Linked DNA regions of Mus musculus: all the other regions are linked to region 7. The links are chromatin contacts, called in public HiChIP or PLAC-seq and promoter capture Hi-C maps. All regions are on one chromosome and are shown on one strand. Each heading gives the region's core, a stretch centred on a gene start, on an enhancer-like site or on the middle of the called end of the contact. The rest is flanking DNA. Distances are from core to core; before and after follow the strand shown. Region 1 holds the start of Prkar1a (protein kinase, cAMP dependent regulatory, type I, alpha). Region 2 holds the start of 1700096J18Rik (RIKEN cDNA 1700096J18 gene). Region 3 holds the start of Kcnj2 (potassium inwardly-rectifying channel, subfamily J, member 2). Region 4 has its middle 220 kb from the start of Gm30158. Region 5 holds the start of Amz2 (archaelysin family metallopeptidase 2). Region 6 has its middle 17 kb from the start of Gm39443. Region 7 holds the start of Abca5 (ATP-binding cassette, sub-family A (ABC1), member 5).

What was found. Promoter capture Hi-C pulls out the DNA fragments that hold promoters and counts their contacts. HiChIP or PLAC-seq counts read pairs in DNA pulled down with a chosen protein or histone mark.
Region 1: a contact with region 7 is called in an H3K27ac HiChIP or PLAC-seq map of extraembryonic endoderm stem cells, with 19 times the contacts expected there. The contact joins the promoter of Prkar1a here to the promoter of Abca5 in region 7. A contact is called at or near these places in 10 of 39 promoter capture datasets (the 3T3-L1 cell line, cranial neural crest, embryonic stem cells and 6 more), 3 of 484 Hi-C or Micro-C datasets (embryonic fibroblasts and embryonic stem cells), 17 of 115 datasets of contacts at active chromatin or transcription factors (astrocytes, bone marrow-derived macrophages, cardiomyocytes and 14 more) and 4 of 9 other capture datasets (adipose tissue, embryonic stem cells, liver and 1 more).
Region 2: a contact with region 7 is called in a FOXA1 HiChIP or PLAC-seq map of pancreatic cancer cells. The contact joins the promoter of 1700096J18Rik here to the promoter of Abca5 in region 7. A contact is called at or near these places in 4 of 39 promoter capture datasets (embryonic stem cells, frontonasal cranial neural crest, liver and 1 more), 1 of 115 datasets of contacts at active chromatin or transcription factors (pancreatic cancer cells) and 1 of 9 other capture datasets (embryonic stem cells).
Region 3: a contact with region 7 is called in a promoter capture Hi-C map of embryonic stem cells, with 4 times the contacts expected there. The contact joins the promoter of Kcnj2 here to the promoter of Abca5 in region 7. A contact is called at or near these places in 10 of 39 promoter capture datasets (the C10 cell line, cranial neural crest, embryonic stem cells and 4 more), 3 of 484 Hi-C or Micro-C datasets (embryonic fibroblasts, embryonic stem cells and olfactory sensory neurons), 9 of 115 datasets of contacts at active chromatin or transcription factors (astrocytes, bone marrow-derived dendritic cells, bone marrow-derived macrophages and 5 more) and 4 of 9 other capture datasets (adipose tissue, embryonic stem cells, liver and 1 more).
Region 4: an H3K4me3 HiChIP or PLAC-seq map of bone marrow-derived macrophages shows a contact between it and region 7, with 7 times the contacts expected there. The contact joins the enhancer-like site here to the promoter of Abca5 in region 7. A contact is called at or near these places in 4 of 39 promoter capture datasets (the 3T3-L1 cell line, embryonic stem cells, frontonasal cranial neural crest and 1 more), 1 of 115 datasets of contacts at active chromatin or transcription factors (bone marrow-derived macrophages) and 1 of 9 other capture datasets (liver).
Region 5: a promoter capture Hi-C map of embryonic stem cells shows a contact between it and region 7, with 2.8 times the contacts expected there. The contact joins the promoter of Amz2 here to the promoter of Abca5 in region 7. A contact is called at or near these places in 2 of 39 promoter capture datasets (embryonic stem cells and liver), 1 of 484 Hi-C or Micro-C datasets (embryonic stem cells), 3 of 115 datasets of contacts at active chromatin or transcription factors (astrocytes, embryonic forebrain and memory CD8 T cells) and 1 of 9 other capture datasets (liver).
Region 6: an H3K4me3 HiChIP or PLAC-seq map of embryonic stem cells shows a contact between it and region 7, with 7 times the contacts expected there. The contact joins the enhancer-like site here to the promoter of Abca5 in region 7. A contact is called at or near these places in 7 of 39 promoter capture datasets (the 3T3-L1 cell line, cranial neural crest, hematopoietic stem and progenitor cells and 3 more), 1 of 484 Hi-C or Micro-C datasets (B cells) and 7 of 115 datasets of contacts at active chromatin or transcription factors (the NIH/3T3 cell line, bone marrow-derived macrophages, effector CD8 T cells and 4 more).

What each region holds. Positions count from the first base shown.
Region 1 is chr11:109,649,662-109,652,361 of GRCm38.p6, reverse strand. It overlaps Prkar1a (protein kinase, cAMP dependent regulatory, type I, alpha), which reads right to left and starts at 1,413. Exons shown (of 11, transcript NM_001373913.1): 1 at 1,289-1,413.
Region 2 is chr11:109,345,423-109,348,122 of GRCm38.p6, reverse strand. It overlaps 1700096J18Rik (RIKEN cDNA 1700096J18 gene), which reads right to left and starts at 1,256. Exons shown (of 2, transcript NR_027883.1): 1 at 1,071-1,256.
Region 3 is chr11:111,064,722-111,067,421 of GRCm38.p6, reverse strand. It overlaps Kcnj2 (potassium inwardly-rectifying channel, subfamily J, member 2), which reads right to left and starts at 1,258. Exons shown (of 2, transcript NM_008425.4): 1 at 1,088-1,258.
Region 4 is chr11:111,289,520-111,292,219 of GRCm38.p6, reverse strand. No RefSeq gene overlaps it. Among named protein-coding and RNA genes, the nearest start is that of Gm30158, 220 kb to the left of the region's middle. Within about 2 kb of position 1,404, at least 27 of the 459 cell types and tissues checked have an H3K27ac peak or open chromatin away from gene starts, as enhancers often do. A contact at or near this core is called in bone marrow-derived macrophages, where this site is marked.
Region 5 is chr11:109,424,533-109,427,232 of GRCm38.p6, reverse strand. Amz2 (archaelysin family metallopeptidase 2) reads right to left here and starts at 1,287. Exons shown (of 9, transcript NM_025275.4): 1 at 1,203-1,287; 2 at 658-747; 3 at 136-263. The coding sequence starts at 147.
Region 6 is chr11:109,670,028-109,672,727 of GRCm38.p6, reverse strand. It overlaps a transcript of Fam20a not described here. Among named protein-coding and RNA genes, the nearest start is that of Gm39443, 17 kb to the right of the region's middle. Within about 2 kb of position 1,432, at least 158 of the 459 cell types and tissues checked have an H3K27ac peak or open chromatin away from gene starts, as enhancers often do. A contact at or near this core is called in the NIH/3T3 cell line, bone marrow-derived macrophages, effector CD8 T cells and 2 more, where this site is marked.
Region 7 is chr11:110,336,320-110,339,019 of GRCm38.p6, reverse strand. It overlaps Abca5 (ATP-binding cassette, sub-family A (ABC1), member 5), which reads left to right and starts at 1,304. Exons shown (of 39, transcript NM_147219.2): 1 at 1,304-1,535. It overlaps Gm39445 (a long non-coding RNA gene), which reads right to left and starts at 1,182. Exons shown (of 3, transcript XR_880289.1): 1 at 736-1,182; 2 at 161-232.

The sequences.
Region 1 (2,700 bases), core at 164-2,663, 690 kb after region 7:
AAGGATGGCGCAACTAGGGCTGATAAGTGAAAAATGGTGTATGCATTACAAAGACCAAAAGGCAGGCACTGGTAAAGAAAATACAAACACCAGTCATCATGTGAAACGCCAAATAATCTAATTTTATGGCCTTAGGATTTTTAATCGGGTATGTCTTGGTTCCACGTTTGTATTTACTTTTTAAAAACCCCACAACTTAGCTTCTCTCCAAAACAAACACTAAAACCATCATCACTGCATCGAGTATTCGTAAGAAGGGGGATTCTTGAGGAAATTCGGTTCTGATGACACTCTTGCTTTCAGAAGGACTATACTGGAGGACATATTTAAACCGCCTTTGGGAGCCTGTTGCTGACAGGGCCCACATCTAAAGGATGCCAAGTAACACTAACACAGCCTGGGGGGTGGGGTGGGGGTCATCATCTAAATGCGAGCCTTCATTTCTCTGCTCAAGAAACCTATCTATCCTGGCTCCCTCAAGTCATCGGCTGTCCCCACACCCGCTCTGGGCTGGAGTTAAGGGTTAACGGGCGCCGCGTATTTTCACGAGGGAGGGCAGGAAAGTGCCCTTCACTTCACTTAGGCCACGGTCATGATCACTGAGAGCAGCAAGACGGCCCCTCATCCCCCACCAGGCAGGAGGCCGCAGACGTGGAGTGGAGCGGAGCGGGAGGCCTGGGGAGGCTGGGGTGGGCGGTGGTGGGGGCTGGAAAGGACGAGAAGTGTTAGGGGGACAAAGGGAAATGGAGCTAGGCTGAAATCACCGAGCGGAGGGGTGGAGGGAGACGAGCCCGCGAAGAGGAGGGGGGAAGCCAGGGCAGAAGAAACGACTGGGCAGAGATGAAGACTACAGCCGAGTGGCGAGGCTAAGACCGAAAAGCCATGGCGGATTCCGGTTTAAAAAAAAAAAAAAAATACCGAGCTCTTGTCCTTCAGGAAGTGGGGGAGGGAGGACGGGCGCCGAGGCCGCGGCGCGCGGGGGCGGAGGCGGCCGGGGAGCCGAGGGCAGCGCAGGACCGGGGACCCGGAGACACTCAGGACGGGGGCGGAACGGCGGGGGGCAGGGGCGGCCTACGGCCCCGCGGGGAACGGTGCAAGGGCGGACCCCGGGGGACAGTGCGAGGCCTGCGACAGGCCCCGAGGCCGCCTCGGAGGCGCAGGGGGTGCGGCCGTCCCCCCGCAGCGCGCTCCCCGGGGCGCCATCTTGGCTCGCTCCCGCGCCTTCAGGGACGCGCAGCGGAGCGCCGCGGCCGGCGACTCCCCGGTCAGGCCTCGGGCCCGCACTCACCTGAGGGCGGGCGGCGGCACGAGCAGGGGCTAACGCAGGGCGAGGCGGCCGGGGTGACCGAGCGTCCAGCGGGCTCAGCTCGCAGCCTCACTACCACTCTGCGATAGCGGCTCGGCGACGGCTCCACCGGAAACCAGCCGACCGCGGCCAATCAGCGTTCGGCTGCTGACGTCAATGCGCCTCGCTCTGGCCAGGGCGGTTGCCTTGGCAACCTTAAAGGCGCAGACGCCTAGGATCCTCCTCCAACCCCATCCCCACCCCCCTCAAGCCCACCACCGGCTACTCCCACCCCCTACCCTTAGCCCGTCGTCATCTAGCTAGAACCGTTCTCTTGCAGGGCACCTCTCCATCTTTATCTTGTCGCGTATACGTAGCCCCTTCATCGCTCTCATCTTTTTCCTTCTCTTTCTGCTAACCCGTTTCTGTCTCCTTTATTGTCCCTTCCTTACCAGGTGTGGTGGGGGGTCCTCTAGATTGTTTAGCTGTTCGGAGATCTCAGCCTCTCCTCGGTTCCTCGGTGGCTCTTGCGTCTGCCTCCCTCCACGCCTCTGTCTTTTCTCCCTCCCTTCGACCCTCCTACCGCAGACCCACGTGGGACGATTCGGTGACAGGTGGGCGACTCCGCCCTGGGTGCTATGGGACGGCAGGGAGGGGGATGGGGTTACAGGACGCTGGGCGGACAAGGAGATCCCTGCTGTTGGAAGAGGAGGAGGCCCTAGCGGATCTACCACAGCTGAGCGCAAGCGGATGCTGAGATGCTCCTGATGGACAGAGCGCGCATCCTGTGTAGACCCCCGCAATACCCGGGGTTCCGGACTCGGGCCTGTCATCCGGTCCAGGAAATCTGAGCCCCTATCAAGCCTCTGCTTGGCTAATCTGACTACTGTCTCCACAAGTGAGCTGTCATCAATGGAGGCCCTACCGTGCCTACAGAAGCACCAGATGTAGGGAGACTTCCAAGAGGAGCCCGGAGTCCTGATAATGCCCTAGCCTCCTATTATGCCAGACTGCGTCATGGGCAGTACAGACAGATGGGCAGATCAAATCATTGACCAAGCAAGAAATCTGAGCTGCATGAGAAAACAAGAGAAAAGGCGACTTCATTATTCCTTCAGTCAACTTTCCCCTTAAGTATGTGAAAATGAAAGCAAGGGACACAATTTTAGGCATATGAATTAAATAAATAAAGTGGGCCTAAATAAATACATAAATAAAATAGGCCCCTGCAGTGTGTGGTTCTGAGTAGCTGCAAGGTGTTGACAGCCTCATCGTGTATGTGCTAGGGCAATGTGCGTAGAAAATATCACGGATTTAACACTTAGTACCAAAAAAGGTTACAATATCTCCTGCATAATTTTCACAGTGATCCCCAGTTAAGATATTTGGGTTAAGTGGTGTTTGTAAATTTCACC
Region 2 (2,700 bases), core at 7-2,506, 990 kb after region 7:
ACATGTCCTTTTGTTAATGGGAGAATGAACTAGAAGAGTCTCCTTCCCCTTCACTTTCTTAGTGGTGCTGGGCATAGAACTTAGGACTTGTAGTGCCCTGTGCAAGTATGATATTACCATTGTACTACATCCCTCACCCCAATACTAAAAGTTGAGCGGTTAGCTCTCCAAACCACCCTCCGGGCTTTGCTTAAACCCTGAGTACATCCTGTGTAGTGTCTGCTGTGCTCAGGGAGTCCCCCACCCCCACTCTGAGCCCCTGGGCTGGGCAGGGCTGGGCAGAAGTTCCCTCCCAGTGCTGGGTTGGGCACTGTGCCCAGACGTAGGCTTTTCTAGGTCAGGCAGTTCTATCTTCAGCCTGGCCCTAGGATACAGCTTGTGTAAAGTGCAGACATCGAAGGCATGCTGTGTAAACACAGACTATCTCCCTCTCCAAAGTTTCCTTTTGGGGAAGCTCCTCAAACTGGGAGACTCCATTCCAACTCCTTATCGGCTTCAGCTTCCTACGCTGATAGAAGGAAGCTATTAAAGTTCGCTTCCTGGTATTGCCTTGACCCTACGGGGACAAGCTCCTGAAATGTCCCTCGGAGGAGAATTTTTTTTCACACTCCTCAAATCCATTTACTCAGCCTAAATCCCCACATCAAACAAGCCTGCAGGAACTTTGAACATGTTTCAGCCAAACCCTATGCCCTACCGTTTACTGTCTTACTCCAGCTGGCTTAAATGTGTTTGTTTGGCTCTTGTTGAACAGTCTCCTCTGCCTCTTCCACTCATTTATAAACATTTTCCCTTCTCAGTGTCTGCCAATCCTTTCACGGTCTCTCATATGGTTGTTTTAAGATAAAAATCATGTGTGTGTGTGTGTGTGTGTGTGTGTGTTGTGTGTGTTGTGTGTGTTGTGTGTGTTGTGTGTGTGTGTGTTGTGTGTGTGTTGTGTGTGTGTGGTATGTGTGTGTGTGTGTGTTGTGTGTATATTGTGTGTGTGTACATTCTTGGTGAGAGTGCAGGTATGTATACCATGCTGGTCATGTGGAGGCCAGAGAACAACTTCAGGCATCTGTCCTTACCTTGTACCTTGCCTGAGACAGGGTCTCCTGTCCACTGCAGTGCCCACAGGCTAGCTGGCTTCTCAGCCTCCGTGGACTCTCCCGTCTTTACCTCACAACTTGCCTTAGGGACTGGAGACATGCTCTCTGGCTCAGCTCTGAGTGGGTGCTGGCTGGCAATCCACACTCGCTTGGGTCTTCACACTTGCCCAGCAAGCATTTAACTCATTAGGTCATCCCACCCCCCACCCCACCCCCCAAAGCCTCACAAAGGTTCTGCTTGCCTGTGTAAACAGTCTCATTCTTCCCCGTGCCCTTCTGATTATAAAAGACTCAGTCCTCACATCTGACTGGAGGAAAGAATGGGGTGCGGGGCATGAGGGGGAAGGGAAGGCAACAGATATCATAAAGAGTGAGCTAAGAACAATCCTAGTGTTCCCTAGGACTCTTTCTTTTCTCTCTCTCCCATCTGAACTGTGGGGCCCGGTCTCTGGCTCACACAGGATAGCACGCCAACATGGTTCCTTTTGTAATGTGATTTGGATGTGCAGTGTCCCCCACAGGCTCCTGTGTTTGAGCACTTGGTCCTCAGCAGGTGACGCTGTTTGGGAAGGTTGTAGAACCTTCAGAAAGTGAAACCTTATTGGAGGAAGCAAGCCGCTGGGGGCCCTGACCTTGAGTTCTTATTGCCTGGAAGCCCCATTTCCTGTCTGTTCTCAGCTTTCTGACTAGAGACTCAATGTAACTTGCTATCTCACATTCCAGCCATGGCTTCATCCCCATCATGACAGACTTCAAGCTATAAGCTAGGATCAACCCTTCTCTTAAGTCCTCCTCCTTCTCCCTCCCCCTCCTCCTCACCTTCTTCTTTCCTCTCCCCTTCCTCTTCCTCCCCCTCTTCTTTTTTCTTCTCCTCTTCCTCCTCCCCCTTTCCCTCCTCCTCCTCTTTCCCCTCCTACAATTTTCCTTCTACTTCTTGAGACAGGACCACCCATATCTCTGGCTGTCTTCAAACTTACCATTAAACCAGAGAAAGCCCATGAACTTCTAACCCTCATAAGTGCTGAGATCACAGGTACATACCACCATGTTCATTTTTTGTAGTCCTTGGAGCTGAACCCAGAACTCAACCACGATACATCCTGAGTCCTTAAATCATTTCTTGTCAGATATTTAGTCATCAACAAGAAAAGTAGCTAATAATGAGTGTTCCTGTCCTTCTGTAGCCCCCTCCCCAAATAGACAGGGCCATCCTGGGTAAACAAGGTGGTATAGGGGGACTTCTGAAGGTAGATCATAAAAGACACCATAGCTTCTGTATTCTCTTGAGTCACCTGGCAGGGGAGAAGCTGGCTGCCATCTTGTGGGGACACTCAAGTGGCCCCCTGGAGAGAGATCGTGTGGCAAAGAGTTGATGCTTCTTGCCTATAGGCAACACCAACACAGAGGCCACACCAGTATCAGAAACAGACCCTTGTTCCGTGGTTCTCAACCAGTGGGTCGAAAATCCTTAGAAGTCATATATCAGATATCCTGCATATCAGATATTTGTGTTACAATTCACACCAGTAGCAAAATTACAGTTATGAAGTAGCAATGAAATAATTTCATGGTTGTGGTAAGGAACTGAATTAAAGGGTTGCAGCATTAG
Region 3 (2,700 bases), core at 9-2,508, 730 kb before region 7:
CTCAACTATGTAATGAAAATAAAAATAAAACCCTTAGATGTGGGTAAGAAGAGAAAGACAAGTGTAATGGTAGCTCACAGTGCACCTACAGAGCTGGTTTCCAAGAGGAAATACGACTGCCTATTAATTATTAATAGGAAAAGACAACAAATGATTAAAGGAGATATATTAATTCTCTTCTGTGCTTAACCAAAACAGGTTTTCAAGCAATGCCTTTATTTACTGCCAGGTATCTTCGGAGTTTGTGAAAATCTCTAGAATGGATAACCTCATCCAAATCTCCACTGACAGACTGAAGCAGACGGACGTGCGACTACCCATTTCCTAACTTGGTTTTTCCCTCAACTGTCATAGGAGTACTAGTTATGATGCAGTCGTTTTCCTCCCTGAATCAAGTTGCTTCGATCATTGCTTCCCTTAAACCACACTGTCTTCAAATGAGGAATTTACACCATTATTACTAAGAATAGCAAAGTACTTAGGGGAGACCGACATCGGATGGGAAAGTTTTGCGGTCTTGAAGCTAAAATCCAACTCTGGCTGCTACTTTTTTCCTTTTTTTCTCAGCAAAGGAACTTTGAGACTTGAGAAGCTCACTCTGGAATTTTGTGCTGTATCTGTAGCAAGGACTCCCCCTCCCCAAACACCAAGGATCTAGATTAAGTGCTAAGTCTCTTGGTCCGATCAAGCCCCAGTCTCCTTCTCTTCCTCCCTCTCACCCGCAATAAGAGGAAGAATCCACGCCAGGCTCGCGCTTGACTCTAAACCCAATATCTCCCTACAGCTGGTGCATTGGAAGTTATGAGCACAAACAGATGCTGCAGAGAAATCTGTTTCTATTGCTCAACTCTTCCAAGCGTGTCTCAGTATTTTTAGCTCTGAGGATGTTCTGGTGCGCACACAAACTATATAGGCAATGAGCCGGGACTCCAAAGCTTGCGGGAGGAAAGCATTAACAGCAGCCTGACAACTGGGCACCTCCGGAGCAGCCGGAGCTGTAGGGTAGAGGACTGTGGAGCAAGTTCATTGCCCTGGACACACACAGACAACCCAGAAGAGAACAGGAAGAAAACACAGAAGCCCTTACCTGTTGCTGGTACAGGATCATGGGGACATGGAGTGGAAGTGGGGATTACAGAAGCATGTAAGATCCAGTGGTTTTTGTGAAAGAGAATGAGCCGAAGCAAGTGAGAATTCCCAAGACACTGCTTGCCGGTGCTGGGAAGGCTGCGCGCTGGCCAGGGCTCCAGTGCGCTCTGCGATAGCCTGGAGGCGGTCCTTGTGATAACCGGCCTTGTTGGCTCCGCCCTCTGCCCACTGTTGGCCAATCGGAGCGCACGTGGCTGCGCTTCCCCCGCCCCGGGAACCGCCATCAGGAGGAGGAGGAGGAGGATCTCTACACCCGCGGACCCTGGCTCTGCCAGCCTCGGAACCTGCTGTGGCTTCCTCTACCTCCTCCAGCTGCCTAGCCTGGTCTGAGAGTCCAGCTCTGGGCTGAGGAGGAGGAAGTCGCGGCCCAGAGGGTACAGCAACAGGTGGGAAGCTCAGCCTCCATGCGGCTGCCTAATTGCAGCCTGGCCTTGGGCAAAGCTTCCTACTGGGTTCTGTGAGACCCACACTTCCCGGTTTCTTTCCACAGTGGAGGCCGGCTGTACGTGTTCCTGTATAAGGGCCCGAGAGGTGTCAGTGCCTGGGAAAGACGTCTACAGCAGGGAGGGAATAAATAACCACTGGGGTGCGTCTCCCTCCAGCCCTTTTCCAGCCTGTAGACTGTGGAAACCCACAGAGCACTCAACTGCAGCTTGCGGATAATCCTTAAATTAAACCTGGAAAGGGTCCCGGGACCCGCACTCAATACCCTGCAAAATTTAGATGTGCTAGCGATTGCTTGTCTGACTGGGCCGTTTCTCCTCGCAAATGATGGTGAATTACTTACAAAAAAAAAAAAAAGAAAAAAAATGCGCCTAGACTTCTCTGGGATGTGTGGGGGAAGGGAGGGAGCCGCTGGTTCCTTTCGCCTTGTCCGCCCTCGCCCTCGATCTTTCTCTCCACCACCGCCCGGCAAGCTCTGCTCATGTAAAACCAGAACAATTAGAGAGTAATGAATTCTCTGGAACAGCAACTCCTACAGACTCTCAGCTCTGCCCTCGCTCCAGCGCCTCCCCGTCCTCCTTCCCAGCAACCAGGCAAGAGTACTGCAGACCTTCAAAAACCAGCCTCGGTTAGCACCTGCATCCTGACAATTTATAAATGAATTCTCCACTGAGTGTGTAAAGCAGGTGCATGTTATCTCTGAGTACATTGGTATCGTAGCGAAGCTTTGCTTTTAAAATGACATGATGCGTTTAGGAGTCTTTTATCTTCCACGGAGTTTTGCAGTCCGGTTTAATGAATATGCTTCAAGCACCCCAAAGCATCTGCCTACCTTTAACTTAAGCCCGTAAAGACTGCCTTGAGTCACCAAACAACCTCTACAAAATATTTCGCGTTCTAGGTGGTAGGAGCAGGGCACACTTTTATGTGTACGAGTGTTGAAAGGAGCCGTTCTGAGCTGCTGAGTGGATACCCACCTCCTAGTCCCACATCCGCACTTGGCCCCTAGGAGGTGCTGGTGAAATGTGCATAGATTTTCATTTTACCTTAAGAAGCCTGCCTCTTTTCCTAGCATGAGCAATACACTTAAGAGGGTGCAGAATGGAT
Region 4 (2,700 bases), core at 155-2,654, 950 kb before region 7:
TCTGTTACATAGAAAACACACACTGACTTGGTTCCTCGAGGAATCCCGTGGAGTCAGTAGAGAACAGTGAGTGCTCAAATGTGCTTGTATTCCTTTCTGTTCTTCCTTTATTGCAAGCCAACTCACTAGTCAGTCTATAAAGTCAGGAAGATATATGTAAGACCAGCTGATAGTCACATAAGCTCAGCTGAATACAGCAGGAGCAATTAACCTAATGTTTCCTTACAGATTCTCTTCACGCTGTAAAAGGCCCATTAGTAACTTTTTTTCTGATACCACTTATATTCAATCAGGTATAAAGCCATTTCATTGGCCCTTAGTTTTAGTTCCCATCCTTCAAATGCCTTCAAGCTTTTACGTTATCAGATATATAAAAATTTAAAACACCTTTGACCCTTGACTCTTGTGTTCTTCATGCAATATCTGTATTTCACTATGGAGGGAAGATAGTCCTTTGTGTGTTGTTTTGTGTGTGTGTGTTTGTGTGTGTGTGTGTTTGTGTGTTGTGTTGGTTTTGTCACCTGCCCTCAGTTGCTTCTCTGTTCTTTTGATACTAGCTTCATTTTAGTTTTCAACCCATGCAATAGATGGAATGAGCTTTGTTTTCTGCTAATCGTGAATTTATACTAGGAAAAAAAAATAACAAGACCTTCTTTAAAAAGATATTACATGTCATTATCTTCATGGATTGACCAAACAATAGACTTATTACTCAAGCTATCTGTGAAGATGAATAACTGGGAACTACTAAGGAGAGGAGAGTATCTTTCTTGTTTGGTTGTGTAAAACATAGGAAGAAATTCTAGCATGGATGTGATATATTTTCTGCTGTCTGATGGAAATAGTCTGAATGAAGACAATGCAGAACATATCTGTGTTTAAAATACACAATGTGATGGTTTGTGTATGTTTAGCCCAGGGAGTAGCACTATTTGGAGGTGTGGCCTTGTTCAAATAGGTGTGGCCTTAATGGAGGAGGTATGTCAATGTGGGTGTGGGCTATAAGAACCTCACCCTAGCTGTCTGGAAATCAGTCTTCCACTAGCAGCCTTCAGATGGAGATGTAGAACTCTCGGCTCTGCTTGCACCATGCCTTTGCCATGTTCTCATCTTCATGATAATGGACTGAACCTCTGAACCTGTAAGCCAGCCCCAATTAAATGTTGTCCTTTGTAAGACTTGCCTTGGTCATGGTGTCTGTTCACAGCAGTAGAAACCTAACAAAGACACATACCTATAGTTCTTTTCCTAGGTTGGGAATCCATGAGAATCGCCCTCCCATGTTAACATGTCTTTCTGTTGTCTTTCTCCAGGTCCTGTTCAGGCAGCATTAGGGAGACTTCATGGGGATTGCTTCCCTGACCTTTGTAAGAGTCACAATCTCACAACTGACTTCCTGTTCCTCCAAGATTTATATTTTTATCCACTTCCTCTTCCAAAATAACTACAAGCAGCTAAGGACTGTTGAGAGTGGGAGAAATAGTCTGACACAAGAAAAAGCACCTAATTGGTTACTCAATACCAAGTGGGTGGTCAGTTGTGAAATCATATACAAACAAGTAACATGACATGACTAAGCAGGTTATATTTATATGTTCAGGAATATATATATCTCATATATTTAGGAGTATATTTATTCTATATATAATAAAAAGGCCATGAAGATGAGAAAGATCTGATAAATATGAGATGAAAATCAAATATTGTAAGAATTGGAGGGATGAAAGGAAAAGGGAAATGATATAATTATGTTTTAATTTTACAATTAAAAAAAATAAGAGAACTGTCTGGTGAGCCAGAGAGATCCAGCCACCACTGAAGCTCCATCATTACTGAGAGACTGAACCATAAGCAATGGCAAGGACCATCTTAAGATTGCATATACATAATATGAAGTTTTCCATGACAATAACCCCTTTGGAGAACTTGAGATTTACCTACTTCCTTTCTGTGCTAACAAATAACAACCTTACCCGACCCCCAATTCTGGAGATCAAACCAAGCTCCTTTCAAATGCTAGGCAAACACTCCACTACTGAATTGCCTCTCCACTTTTCTTCTCTGCAGCCACCATGCTTATCATTAGCAAGTGACCTTCAGTTACTGAAGCTCTCTCAATTCGAATCACTTCTGTGGAGATAAACGTGCCCTTCACGTTTGTTCTCTCCACAAGTACAGGTATTATATAATTCTTTATGGATAAAACAATACAACGCAACCCTATAATACAAATTGTATACTTAAGACTCAGGGATCATCACAAAAGAGAGAGTGGGGTGATTATAAGAACCAGAGAACCAGGACATCTATTATGAGACAGTGTCTTAAAAAATACATACAGGAAGTGAAGGAAGTGAAGGGGTTTAGGAGTGGAAATAGGAGAAGAATTGGGGCAGAGTAAGGAATGAAAACATCAAAATACATAGTTTTTCAAATTTCCAAAGATATATACATATATACACATATACATACACATACACACACACACACACACACACACACACACACACATATATATAATTTTACAATTTAAAAAATTAATAAGAAAACTGTCTGATGAACCAGAGAGATCCAGCCATCACTGAAGCAACATCATTACTTAGAGACTGAACTGATATTTCTTTTTGACTTAAGCCACAAGCAATGGCAAGGATATATATATATATATATATATATATATATATATATATATATTATAAT
Region 5 (2,700 bases), core at 38-2,537, 910 kb after region 7:
GAGCTGACTCACTTTGTCCACAGGATCAACGGCATCCCTTCCAGTGTCACTCAAAGATATTCAATAAGGAAAAGAGTAATGGTTCTGTTATTTAACTGCAGGTTGGCAAGATCCATCTCAGCCCCTTACGCTTACCTTGTCAGCCATAAGACACGGGGGTAGATCTAAGATGACCAATGAGACGCCATACTCATGGTGACAGGACTTTCCCCATTCCTATCAAGTCCCTACGTGGCACGTTCATCCTTCATACCAAGCAGACGCTTTTTGAGTGAGAAAAGAAAAAAAAGATGAATGTTTCTGTCCATTTAGTTTGTGTTTTCTAATTGAGGGCCTTTTCCATTTTTGTTTGTTTGGTTGGTTGGCTGGTTTTTTGTTCTGCTTTGTTTTGGGGGTGGGTTGGGGGGTGGGACAGGGTTTCTCTGTATTTCTCAGTTTATTAACGACTGATTTTGAAATTTAAGCTAACTGCTGTGCTCAGTGAACTTCTGAATTCTGGAGCTCAAGAGGGTGACACTGACTAGAAAGGATCCTAGAGACTACGCTGAGTGTAGCTCATCTCGGTACTGCACATCTGGGCTGAGATTTTATTTTTACAGGATGAAATTTAAAAAGAAAAAAAAAATAAATCACCATGGCCCCATTCAGTCTACCTACCTTTATAAAGGAGAAATCTCCAGCTGCTGTTTTTCCATTTATGTTTTTCTAAGGACAATGCATGTCTGGCAAAGGGGTGTGGCCTTCACCCTAATAAAAGAGACAGAGTGGAAAGTCAGAAGGCCTCCACATCCTAGTCCAACGTGGATGGTGTCGCTGAAGAAGTGTGCAGGGAGCCATCGTACAGTCACTGCAGGGACCGGGGGCCTAAGATGCTTCGGTTCTATAACCGGAACATCTCCCGCCAAGTGGGTCTCGCCAGACGTGCTAGCTGGTTGCCCATAGCAACTTGCACGGCCGGTGCAGACGCCACCCAGTCTCTGCTTGAGTCAAAAGTGGGGGGCCTCCCCGGAACTCAGAGTTCGCGTCTTCTACCCAGGGAGCAACCGGAAAGGCCCGCGTTGTTCCCAAGAGACATCCTGCCCCCGAGGTCCCCTCTGCTTCCGCCGCAGCCATCCCTCCCACCACATCCGCTCCTCCCCAACGATCAACACCTTCCTCCTCCTCCCCTGCCCAGCCCTGACGGTTCCTCATACCACCCTCACCCGGACAGGCCTCTAGGCCGCCCTCAAGCTGCCACGGTGGTCCTAGCACGCATGCGCCTCGCGCGGACGCACCTCACCCTTTCACGCATGCCCCGCCCACACCGCCCACTAGCAAGACCCGTCTTCCCGCCCCTCAATCGTCGCCCCGCCTCCTATCTGCGCTCTTCCCTCCTAAGGCTCCTCCTCCAAACACTGAGCCCGCCCCACTCCTCCAGAAAGGCCCCGCCCATGTGCTGTAACCCCGCCCCGAAGGCGTGACCTCTGTCCATTTCACAACACTCACGCTGTGTGTGGTTGACTAAAGTAGTAAGGGGGCGATGTAGTGTCGGACAGTCCCCAGTCGTCGCTGTTTCGCGTCGGCCCTCACGGGGGCGCCGCGACCCGCTCCTCGCGGGCGGTGCAGGGTCACGGAACCACCTGCCGTGGGCTGAGCCTGAGTAATTTAACCACTGGGTCCAAATAAGTCAGCCGTGTCCGCGGCTTGACACATCACCCGCTTGGACTTTCCCTTCTTAGTCGGTTTGCCCGACTGTCGCGGCCTCACCGCTGTCAGGAAGCAGGGCTGCATCCTAGGGCGTGGGGCATAGGGTTGCCTTTGGTACTTGGGGAACTAAGAGCTTAGAGCTCGGACCCCCAGGAGACTCTGGAAGGGGAAACCCCAGGGCCAGATCTCCTGATCCCCGCCCCCAGCATATACCTATTCAATCCTTTTGCATCTCTGGGCGCTTCTGGCCCCAGGAAGGTCAAACAAGGGGATGATGCCACTATTTTATCAACATCCTCTCATCCTTGGAAGTTAAAGACTGCATACCCCACATGTCTGTACCCTTCTTCCTACCCAACCCCCAAACTTTTTGCTCTCTTCTTGCCTTGTGCACACTGCTCTAATTATCCTTGCCCAGTTATTATAACAAGGCTCATATATGTTGTCCTTACTGCCCTTACCAAGTTGACAAAAGTGGCTTATTTGGGGAGGGTCTCCTGTCAAGGCTGGCCTTGAACTCACTATGTAGCAGAGAATGTTCCTGTGTCTGACTTCTGAGCACTGTATACACACATACAGAGAGAGACACATACATGTATATTCTTTCAAATTTTCATACTTCGGTTATATTTCCCCAGGACCCCCTCTGATCCTCTTTCTCCTCCCATGAGGTCACTCCCCAACAACCTGACCATTTTTTTCTCCCGGGACATTTTTAATCAGCTGTAGACATGATGCCCCTTTAGTGTAAATACTCCAGAGCATGCTTCTAAACAAGCAATTTTTTCTAAGTAGTCACAGGACACCTACACTGGGAATTCCTACCAATCACTCTGATTGCAGTCTAACACCACAAGGTTCCTGCTTTCCATTTTTCTGTGTGCACTCCCTTCCATACTAATGAAAAGTCTGTCTCCCACTATTCATAATTTACTTCTGCATTTAACTGCTCTGTGGTACAATATGCACTGAGGGTAATTTCAGAATAACTAATCCATATCATTGCAGACAAAT
Region 6 (2,700 bases), core at 183-2,682, 670 kb after region 7:
AGGAATTGGCAACCGAGAGCCGTGTGGCTCGCAAGTGGGTGGGGTGCTTGCCTCTCAGGTTCAACCCCCCAGCATCACACATCCGGTAACGCCAGCACTCAGGAGAAGCTGAAGTTCAGAGACACTCTTGAGCTACACAGGGAATTCGAGGCTAGCCTGGGCTGCGTGAGGAAGTGACACCATGTATGTCAAAACCAAGAGCCAGACACAAAAGGGGGAGCTGGTGGAAGATTAGGGTCGCATGGCTTCATCAGATCAAATCACTTTATTGTCTGATAAAAGCCAGAGGATCAAAAAATATGGAGGGGAGGAAGAAAAGACATCACTACAAGGGACAAATCCAGAACCAGCAATGTCACTCAGACTTGTGCATATGTCCAAGGACAGACAGGATGACTGAGAACAGGTAGTATTGTTTTGGTCTTCTGAGATTGGAGTTCATGTACACCAGGCTGGCCCTGAATTCTTGATTCTCCCGCCTCTACTTCCCAAGTGCCTGGATTAAGGCACGAGTCACCATGCTGGTCTTGTAGTGGATGGTTCTGATTCATCCTAGCACCCCACGTTATGGGCACACAACCCCAGAACCCAGTTTGCGAAATAACCTTGCCTCTATTCACCCTAGAGCCTTGCCAGTCCCAGACACTACCCTGCAAGACATAGGTCTGCAACCCTCACGAGCATGCCCCTCCTCCAATGTGTAAGGATGAGAACTATAGCTCTCAAGAGACAAAACCACATCATCTTGTGGTTTAGACTTCTTCCAAAATGTATAGCATCACACCCATTTGTGAAGTCAAATTTGCTGGGTGCTGTGACTCATTCCAGCAAATCCCCACCCTTGAGTGGCTGAAACAAAGAGTGTAGAGTTGAAGGCTGGGCTGGGCTGGGCTGGGCTGGGCTACAGGAGAAAAAACAGCAAAGTCAACTCTTTACCAGAGAAAACTGGTTCTAAAGACTTCCCTCTCAAGAAGGCCCTTTTGTGAGGCGCAGCTTCCTGCAGCAACATCAACTGTTTCTTCTCTTCTCCCATGTCTGGGAAGCACAAGGAAGCCACACTGAAGATTGGGGGCTGGGGGGGACAGGCACTGTCAGATCAAAGAAAGGATGGTTTGGGGCTCTCAGCCAGCCTGGCTCGGGCGAGCTGCAGTCCATCTCCAACATGGCCTCCCTGATGCAGACCAGTCTCTCGAGACTCTGAAATCTGCTTTACATTTCAAAACCAAAGTAACTCGGCTTGATTCTATGATGGATAACTATATAGGCTACTTTTAACTATCTGTTTTTCTAACAACAACAACATAAAGCTAAGAGCAGCATTTTTCAAAAGCACCAGAAGACAAAAACATTCCATTCTCAGAGTGTGGAGTTCTTACAGCTTACGCACTCTGAATCATTGCTCAACTTCCCATGGGGAAAAAAAATATTCTGAGTCTATGTGAAAACTTTCCATGTTACCACTGGCAAGCAAATAAAAAAACCAAGACTGTGTGAACTGGTAGGGATCAGTTTGGAGGGATATGCCACAGCATTCTCCAAATGCTGGACCTATCTAAGGATAAGTCAATTCTCTTATAGGGAGCAATTCTGTCCTATTAAACTCCTGGCCTCTTAACTGGTAAATTATTACTGCCCCTAGGAGAAGTATGAGGTCAGGTTCTTAGGATTCTCTAGTCTAACTTCACTGACCCATTACTACAGAATCTCATCTTGTGTGGTAAAGATCATGTCTTTACATTGCTGGTTCTTTAACACTGCATCTGTCTACTGCTGCACGTTCACAGTAAGAGACAGCTTTCTCAAACTCAGGAACGCGAGTCAGCCCATGAGCACTATCCTGGGAGGCCTTCTAAATACCGAGTGACCTCATCAACAGCAGGCACGAGGGCCCCCACACAAGCGTGGTGCAGGAGGCCCCCAGGTGACATGGCCACAGATGAGGTGAGGCAGACCTCACTCAGCCTCGGGTGGGAAGGCAAGGGATAATCACGTTTTTCTCTGCGAGTGCAGCTCAGGTCCCAGAGGGCTTCTGGTGTGGCAGTCTCGGGGTCACACTTACATTGTACCAAGTAGGGAGACACGCAAATGCAGGATCTGCAGACTGAGAAACAGCTGCGACTCATCTGAGGTTGGCAAAGCTGAGCATAAAGAAAAAGCTCTCCATCTAGTGGTGACTTTTTTAAAATCACAAAGCTACTTCTTGTTCTTACAGGGACTCATGATGATGTCACAGTTCTAAAGTTATGCCAAGAAACAAATTTTAGCTGTGTATGTACACAAAAATGATGGTTTCTACAGAAATACCCCAAATGTAAGAAGGGAGAGATTTGTGTTTCCCCTTGGCAGATGTGATGGAGGGCAAATTAAATGGTTAGCATGGTTTTGGTCCACCCGGAAGTGCACTGGCAGGGCTTTGCCAAAGTTCACAAAGGGTCCAAATCTTTGAGGTTGGAGACAAAGTGACGCCACTGCCATTGTGCTAATTCAATTTCAGAATGTCAACACAACAGTAAACTGCATCCTGGGCCAAGTTTTAAAAGAAGGACATGCAGCTGGTGAGAGGAAGGGACTTCTGAACCTGGCCAGGCAGAGCTTAAGCAGCAGAACTCAGCCACTCTCCAGCACTAACTCCAGCTTCCCTGCGTGTGAAGATCCCAGTTATCACCAGAGTAACTCATGTGCTCACTCTTCAAACTCCAG
Region 7 (2,700 bases), core at 55-2,554:
GCTGGGGTTTAAAGCCAGGACCTTGTACAATCTAGGCAAGCAGACTATCACTGAACTACAAGTCCACTCCTATAATAGAATTTTAATATTTTCTGTTTCTATGGGTGCAATTTTGTTAAGTGAGTAGGTATTTTTTGTGAAGATAAAAATATTTACATACCTTTCTTGTAGGTGTTTTCTCTCATCAGTAGTATTATTAGCAGTATTTACCATAGTTTATGATTCGCAAGACCTGAAAATTTAAATTGGTATAAGAAAAAGTTCTTAACTTCAGGCTACATATGATGTAGCTGAAGAGATTAGCATGTAAGACAGTGAAAGGGATACTATGGTGCCAAGTGGGGTGTTTGAGAGGAAAGATATCATTGTGTCAGGCTCTATGATAGTGTACACACACATGCAGGCAAAACGTCCACATCTATAATAAAGCAGAACACATTCTATAGACTTAGTTTTCAATTTGAGAACTACACACACATACACAAAATATGTATGAATGTTCACATTCACAGAGCTGAAGATGTTTTCGAAAGTAACTGTAACACATAGCACTGGGGACTGCACACACCAGACACATTCAGTATCAAGCCAGCAAAAATTCCAGCATGAATAGTGTGTGTGTGTGTGTGTGTGTGTGTGTGTTATGAATTGGCAGTTTGTGGCTTCTGGATAAGAAAGGATCAGTCTTCCTCAGGGATGTGTAATTTTGGTATTGTGAACTTTACTTTGCAATACCTTTGGCCCTTGTTTCGATCACTTTGGGTAACGACATTCCAAACATCAGTTTGCATTTTAAGTAAAAATTAAGCGTGGTATATAGTCTTTGCCAGAAGTCAACACTTGCAGATTTTCGGAGGATGTTTGAAGGAACCGGTAGGATGTTCAAGGTGGTAGTCTGAGGTTGGAGAGGAGAAGGCAGTCTTTACAGAAACGAGGAGGGAGGACGCTGCAGCAAGAGGGAGGAGTGTCAGACTTTTATCAACTCTTTAAATACAAGGGAACAGAGGCAGATGGGAGGGTGGAGAACCAAGGCCGTCCTTCTTGAGGCGACAGAAGTCTCCTCAAACCCATCGAGCCTCGGTGGAGGGTGCGGCGAGCTCCCCAGGAGGTTCTGAGCACCTGAGCTAGAGTCGGCAGGTCCAACCAAGTACTCTGCGACTCGTTCGCCGCGCTCACCTCCGCCGGAGCCCCGCCCCCAGTAGCCCCGCCCCCAAGCGCGCTCCCGTCTCGAGCTCCAGGAGCACGCGCATTACGCACGCCCCGCCCTCAGGTGCATTCAGGGGCGGGCAGGGGGCGTGTCTCCGGCGGCGCGCGCGGCTCTCTCGGCGTAGCGGGGCGGCGGGCACGCGCGCGCTCGGCCTCGCGGACCGCGTCTCCGCGCAGAATTTCCGAGCTCCGTCACTTACCGCGGTCGCGGTCGCCGCAGGTAAGCTCGCGGCTTGGGCCTGACAGCGCTGCGGCTGCGACGCCGGGGTGAGGAGACGCCGAGGCCCGCGGCGCTCGAGGTCGCTCGCCATTCGTGTCTGCGGAGAGAGGTGACGCGGCGGCGGGGACGGGGCATGGACCGTGGAGATGGCCGAGCAGCTAGGGAATGAGGAGAGGGGAGGGTGTGGCGGGCCGCGGGGAGCCGGAGGATGCTGGCGGGTGGCGGGCGCTGACAGGGATCCCTGGGCTAGCGACATCCTCAGAACTTCTAGAGAGGCAGAAGGAAAAGAAAGGACAAACCGAAATTAAATAAAAGCCCAAACCAAACCGAAGTCAGTTTTCCCCCTGAGGGCTCAGGAGCATCGCCCTACTTGGGGCGCAGATCGGGTAGCGGATCATGTGTGACCAGAGGACTCGGGGTGAGAGGAAAAGCCGCAGAGCTCGTGACACGGTTTTGGGGTTGAAAATAATCTGAATTCCCCAAACATAGCTAACGAAGATTCCCAGGCGCGGAAAGGTTTCAGGGAGGAGGAGAAAGCGAGGTCCATGGGGGACAGCGGCCTCTGGGGCAGTCGGAGTTGAGGATTTTCGCCCCAGCTCTCTAAAAGCTTCGCTTTACGTTTTCAAAGAATCAAGTCTGAGGACAAAAATTAAGGACATTCTGGAGCCCCAGATGAGGTTAGATCCTGGCTCAGAGCCAGGGTCAGTATTACTTCATCTTGACAGCTGCTCTGAGGTTGGAGATGGTACTCTGTGTGGGAAATATGGGTCTTAAAGAGGTTAAATAACTTTATTAAGGTCCCAGCTGGGGAAAAAAATGAGGTACTGAGATTCTCCCTCTGAGATTCCAGACTCTCTAATCCTGGTGCTTTCCTCACTCTATTTTATGTTTGCCCAGAGAGCATTTTTATGTCTCGTCAGAGAAGACTCAATAGATAAGAACATTATGAGAACACTTTGTGTGTGTTTATCCTGAAAGCAGATTTAAGAGACAGTGATCTTTGAATGTGGGTCATTTAGGCAGATGTGTCCTTGATAATGCAAAACTTCAAATTCTATTAAACATAGGGAACTCTTAAATTTTGCATAAATTTATTAATATGTTCGTTACATGCCAGGTAATCATTTTGTTCCTAAAGTTCCTAGATGAATATAGTATGTAATGTCTGCCATTGAGTTTAATTGAAAGAGTAATTATATAAAAGCAACTCATACTAATATAAATTGTAGTCCTCATTAGTGTGTAGATTACACTGGAAATAGTTTTAAGTGCAA